Linked DNA regions of Mus musculus: region 2 is linked to region 1. A link is a contact called in public HiChIP or PLAC-seq data. All regions are on one chromosome and are shown on one strand. The core of a region is the stretch at or near the end of the contact, and the rest is flanking DNA. Distances in the headings are between cores, read along the strand shown.

Region 1 (2,880 bases), core at 47-2,546:
CCTAATATGCTTTAAATCAAGCCTGGCTCACTTGGTTGTCTCTCTATTCTGGTAATGAGAGGCCCCAGCATGCTGGACTTCTGCAGAATAAGACATCCTTTGCGTTTACATACTATTTGAGTCTGAGGTATCATTCTTCGAATCTGACCCTTACAAAAGCACCTAATCTCATTAAGCAAAGGTTCCCTTGCCTGGGAAGAGGCTATCATAAACTATCTTCCAGGGAAGTCAGGAAGGTTGTTAAAGTAAATTACTATGCGAACAAGGTCCAGGGAAGGATCCCTAAGCATCGCTGGCTAGGGCCCATGAGTGACCTTAACCTTTAGCTTTGCAAACATAAGCAAAATGACTTCTTTTTTTACATCTGTCTATCCTAAAGAAAGCCAGAGCTTTAGCTGACCAGAAGCGGCCAGTGAAGGCAAGCAAGCATGCTAACTAGAGAAGTTCTGGGGGTTAGACCAAGCAATGCAACTTGATTGCCCTTCTTTGTCTGATTCAGTGGTTCTCAATCACAGAGAACTTTAAAAAATGCCAGGACTTGAGTGTTATCTAGACTGAGTAGCTCAGAATCTCTTCAAATATGTCCTGGGCACAAGAATTGTAAATGATGCCGGGCAGTGGTGGTGCACGCCTTTAATCCCAGCACTTGGGAGGCCGAGGCAGGTGGATTTCTGAGTTCGAGGCCAGCCTGGTCTACAAAGTGAGTTCCAGGACAGCCAGGGCTACACAGAGAAACCCTGTCTCGAAAAAAGCAAAAGACAAACAAACAAACAAACAGAATTGTAAATGATATCACAAACGCTGGTTCTACCCATTAGGCAATATAATCGACTATGTGATTGCTCTTTGGTCGATGTAGTTCAGAGGCATTAAGATCCGGCTTGGTTAAATCCATTCTTTTTATTTTTAAATGTGACCATATATGTTTAGACTAAGCTGATCCTTTAGCTTCCAAGTGTTGGGATTCAGGTATGGGACACACACGCACGCACAAGCACACATGCACACACACACACACACACACACACGCTCACACTTAGCTCATTCTCGTATGAGCAGTTTTCAGTGTCTGGATGTGCTCTCCGGGTGTTCTGGAAGGGCAGGCTCTGGTCAGTTGTTCATCTTTGTACCTATCTGGTCGCAGCTGACCTGCCAGTTGCTGACTCAAGAGCCAGTTCATTTCAGATGTCTCCAGTGGAATTTTCCAGTGTGTGTCTGTGCCCTCTGTGGGCTGTATCCCGCCTGGTTACACTAGGTTTTGGCTTTGGTAAAGCTCTTAGCTTCCTCTGTAATTGATGTAGACCCCAGCCCAGCTCCTGAGTCACACACACTCCAGGCCAGGGGCTTTTGGCTCATACACTTGAGTCATGCAGAGCTCTTGAACCTGGGAGCCTTGGCGCCAGCAGGGAGTCTGGCCACACCCCAACACCCTGCCCAGAGCTTTGCAATTTCAGCTTCCTTTTTGGTGACTCTATCTGCTCCAGAGTGTTTCAAATGAGGACTATGTTGAGCTGGACTATACAAAAGCCTTGTGCAAGAGAATAGAGTTTCTAGAGAGATAGACACTGTGAAAGTCCAGACTTGTCAAGGCTCTACCCGCTACACAAGTCTTGGGAAGCTAAAGAGAGAAGTATTTCTCATTTTATCCAAGGGTTACTTTTCTTCAAGGCACACCCTCAAATTCGACAGACACCTGGGTGAGACGTTTTCACCCAGACGGAAGCTCAAAGGGTCCCTTTGCATCCCTGCAACCTTGAGTAAAATGCCTTGACCATTCCCTTGACTGGATCCTGAGGTGTGTGATAAGAGCCACTTCCTCAATTCCTGGCAAGCTTGGAGGAGTTGAGGCATGAAGTAATTGGGTAAGCGATGCAGAGCTGTGAGCCTCAGCTGTGTTAATCACGCTCAGAAGTCCCCTAGCCTGGAACTTGCCTGTGACTCACCCGCAGGACTTGTTTCCAGGTCTGATTAGGGTTCAGTTTGGGAAATGAAAATGTTCTCAAGATGATTTTTGCACACACATAAACAAAAACAAAACCCTAAATACATTTAATGCCGCTGAAGTGTAAACTTTAAAGTGATAGACATCATACTACATCTACCTTATGGGCATAAAAACATTTTAACAGCTCAGTAGCATTTCTAGGAAGCCCCCTGGTGAAAGTGCTAGTGCTTACTCAGAGGTCATGTTTGAGACTCGCCTTGCCTGCCAATGACGACCCTCAACCATCAGACTGAGCTCCCGAGTGTAAAGGTTCCGTGTGGCTGGCTGGTCTCTGGGATCTCCATAGCAACAGTCCACAGCACTACACCACCACCATCTAGATTGAATGCAAATCTCTCCTGCCTTCAGCGTCTTGCTGCTGGGCGCCAGTGCTTTGCATCAAAGCAGGGGCATCTCTTTATTTAGGCAAGTAAATAGAATTTAGTTGCAGGCTCTTTTTCTTTCGTTTTTTTTTTTTTTTTTTATGTATATGAGTACACTGTAGCTGTCTTCAGACACATCAGAAGAGGGGACCTTGGATTCCATCACAGATGAGCCACCATGTCGGGCTGAATCCTGTGGTTATTCTCCGGGTCCGTTCTGCCGCCACACAGACTAATGGAAGTCTAATCTGAACCCTGCGGCTCTGCTCATAGTGGGTTTTGGTACTCCGATAGCTTGGCCCTTCCTTCTGTTTAGCTCTGCATCTCTGAGGATGCCCCAAGGGCTCTCCCTGTTGTAATGCTCAGCGCTCAGCGGGCAGCACTTCCTCCTTCCCCTATAAGAACCACATGAGTCGCACAGACTGTGGGCTCTGGGAACCTGCAAAGCAATCGCTCCTTGTCCTTTGTCTCTGCCTTCTAAGACACTTTTCTTCCCCTCTACCCCATTCTTGA
Region 2 (2,810 bases), core at 19-2,518, 150 kb before region 1:
ACCACCCACAGCTTAACAGAGCAAACCACACAGTAGATTTAACACAGCCAATAAGAGTCTCTTAAGGGCAGGAACAAGCTGGAGACAGCTGACACCAGACAGTGTAAACAGGTACAGTAGATCTAACTCTCAATACCCGTTTATCAGGAGCTGAGGTCATGGCTCAATGCAGCAGATATTTGCCTGGCAGAGATGAGGTCTGGAGTCCACATCCCAGAACCCACATAAAAGCCAGGCCGATGTGACAGAGCTCCCATAGTCCCAGTGCCAGGGCATCCTTAAGGATATCCTCAGGGCAAGCTGGGTAACTAGACCAGCCGGAATTGGCATGCTCTGGGTTCAGCAAGAAAACCCACCTAAACCAATAAAATGGAGGAATTCAGGAAGACGATCGGCATCAACTTCAGCCCTCTGCATGCATATATATGTGTACGCAATGACATGTGAACATGCGAACACACAAAATAAACAGCTTTTTAAATCTCCGATCTCTGGGAGCTGAAAGCTGTCTCTCTCCCTCTCCCTTTCAGACACTAAAGTGAGTCCCTTTAGCACCAGACGTTCAGCACAGCCTGTGTGTGTGAGCTGAGCCGCAGCTGTGACTCTGTCCCTGCTGGCAAGGCAGGGAACCATGACTCATAATGGTTCTCTCAAGCATGGGGTGGTCAGTCAGACAGTGGGGACTACTGCAACGGCCCCTCCTTCCTGTGCGCATGCCCAATGCTGTAATGTCTGGGACAGCACACATCAAACACGAAGTGGTGCTTATAAAATGTGACCCCCTGACAGATCTATTTCAGATACCAGACAGCATAAGCGGAATGCGGGTTTTGAAAACATTTTCTATGTCAAATTATAGGAAGATTAAGCTTAAGTTCAGAAACAACTTTTTTTTTCTTCTTCTTCAAAAATCACCCTCATTTTGGGGTTCTTTTAGGCAACAAAAAAAATGCACATTTTTTTTCTGTGTTTTCGTGGACTTTTGTGTTTTTATGATTTCTTTCTAGTTTCTATTTGTTTCCTTCATTGTGGTCTTACTCAGGGTCTGACAGACACTCTGAACACAGTGTATAGGGTTTTCCTGACTACTGGGTCAGTATTGTAATGTCAGGAAATCACAGTGGTAATGTCTTAACAATAACAAAATTCACTACGCTCTCTAAGATGACTGTGTTGTTATAGAAAAGAACAGCAGGTGTTGTACTGCCATAAGGTTACAGGATCTGCATTTGGCTATCGCTCTCTTCAGTCCCGGCACGTTATTCTGGACTTCTGGCAATCTTTTCCATAGGAGTGAGTCATCCGTCTTCTATAACCTCAAACAGGATCCTGTTACATCACGCTGATTTCTAATAAAAGGAGATGTTAGAGTTTCCATTTCTGGTCCACGTTTCGCAACTGAACTGAAGGAAAGACCTTGGCACTGACATTTGGTGGGGGGGGGGGGGTCCCTGTGCATTTCTGAAACTTACTGAATGGAGAGTTAACGGTATACTTAGGTGACGTGCATTCATCTCTTTAGATCCGGAAACTATGCAGGGAATTTTGGGACTCAATCATAGAGCCTACAGATACATTAGGCAAGCGTTCTACCTCTGAGCTGCACCCTCAGCCCTGGTGTTTTAAAGTCAACAAGTCATCTCGAAGCATTGCTAAAGCTCACATGGACCACACTGTGTGGCTAAGTTTTTATTGTCAACTTGACACTGCCTAATGCGACCTGGTAAGAGGGAAACCCTAACTGAAGAACTGCATCCATCAGACTGCCTTGTGGTCAGGTCTGTCTTGATTCCTGGCTCATGTGAGGAGGGCCCACCCCACTGTGGGCAGAACTATTCCTCAGAAGTCTTGGGATGTGTGTTGAAGTGAGCGAGAAGCAAGGCAGTGGGGAGGAGAAACAGTATTCTTCCACAGTCCTGCTTCAGGGCCTGCTTGAGCTCCTGCCCTGGCTTCCCTCAATGTCAGACTGTGACCTATAAGCGGAAATAAGCCCTTTTCCTCCCAGGTTCTTCCAGTCATAGTGTTTTATTACAGGAACAGAAAGCTCAGTAGACCACACAGATAATACTTTAAAAAAAAAAAAAAAAGACAGAAATTAGACTCATTTCCTGGGATATTCCTTTAAATTCAATGGGAAACTTTTAAGTAGGTGGCCAATATAGTCCAACTTGAGAAATAACAACAAAAGAGGCCGATAGCACTGGGAGGACAGAACGTGGCGTTTAGGAGGCTGGAGGGATGGCTCAGTGGTTAAGAGAACAAACTGCTCTTCTAGAGGACCCGAGTTCAGTTCTCAGCACTCATAGTGGGGGCTCGGGACCACCTGGAACGTCAGCTCTGTGAAGCAAAATCATGGTTCCTGCTGTTGTCCTTCACCCTGAGCTACTTTAGAGTGAGCATCGCGGCAGCCAGGACACACGAAACATGCAATGCGTGCACTCACTAGGTCCTCCCGTCCAGTATGGCAGTTAATAAGCACCTATGAGCACCAAGTCTTTGGCATGCGATTGGTCCAATTTGAACACTTAATCAAAAAATAAATAAAATCTCACTTTATTTATTGTTCATTAGGCAATAGATTTTATGATTTGAGTTACATAAAATATTTTGCTTAAATTATTTTCAGTTGCTTTTACTTTTCAAATGTGGCTACTGGAGACTTAAAACCACGGATGTAATTTACATTTTTCCTGGATAAGCTAGGCGAGGAGTCAGTGCTATAAAATTAGAAGAAATATTCATTATAGAATATGAAAAGATGTTATTTAAAAAAAAATAAGCAAAAACCGAGGCATGCTGGCACATGCTAT

Evidence for each region. HiChIP or PLAC-seq counts read pairs in DNA pulled down with a chosen protein or histone mark.
Region 2: an HNF4G HiChIP or PLAC-seq map of pancreatic cancer cells shows a contact between it and region 1. The contact joins two enhancer-like sites. A contact is called at or near these places in 2 of 39 promoter capture datasets (embryonic stem cells and pre-B cells), 6 of 115 datasets of contacts at active chromatin or transcription factors (bone marrow-derived macrophages, effector CD8 T cells, intestinal villus epithelium and 3 more) and 2 of 9 other capture datasets (adipose tissue and liver).

What each region holds. Positions count from the first base shown.
Region 1 is chr5:92,218,972-92,221,851 of GRCm38.p6, reverse strand. The region is part of intron 1 of Gm42112 (a long non-coding RNA gene); the gene reads right to left. Among named protein-coding and RNA genes, the nearest start is that of Gm42112, 3.8 kb to the right of the region's middle. Within about 2 kb of position 1,296, at least 67 of the 459 cell types and tissues checked have an H3K27ac peak or open chromatin away from gene starts, as enhancers often do. A contact at or near this core is called in pancreatic cancer cells, where this site is marked.
Region 2 is chr5:92,367,104-92,369,913 of GRCm38.p6, reverse strand. It overlaps a transcript of Art3 not described here. Among named protein-coding and RNA genes, the nearest start is that of Art3, 18 kb to the left of the region's middle. Within about 2 kb of position 1,268, at least 64 of the 459 cell types and tissues checked have an H3K27ac peak or open chromatin away from gene starts, as enhancers often do. A contact at or near this core is called in pancreatic cancer cells, where this site is marked.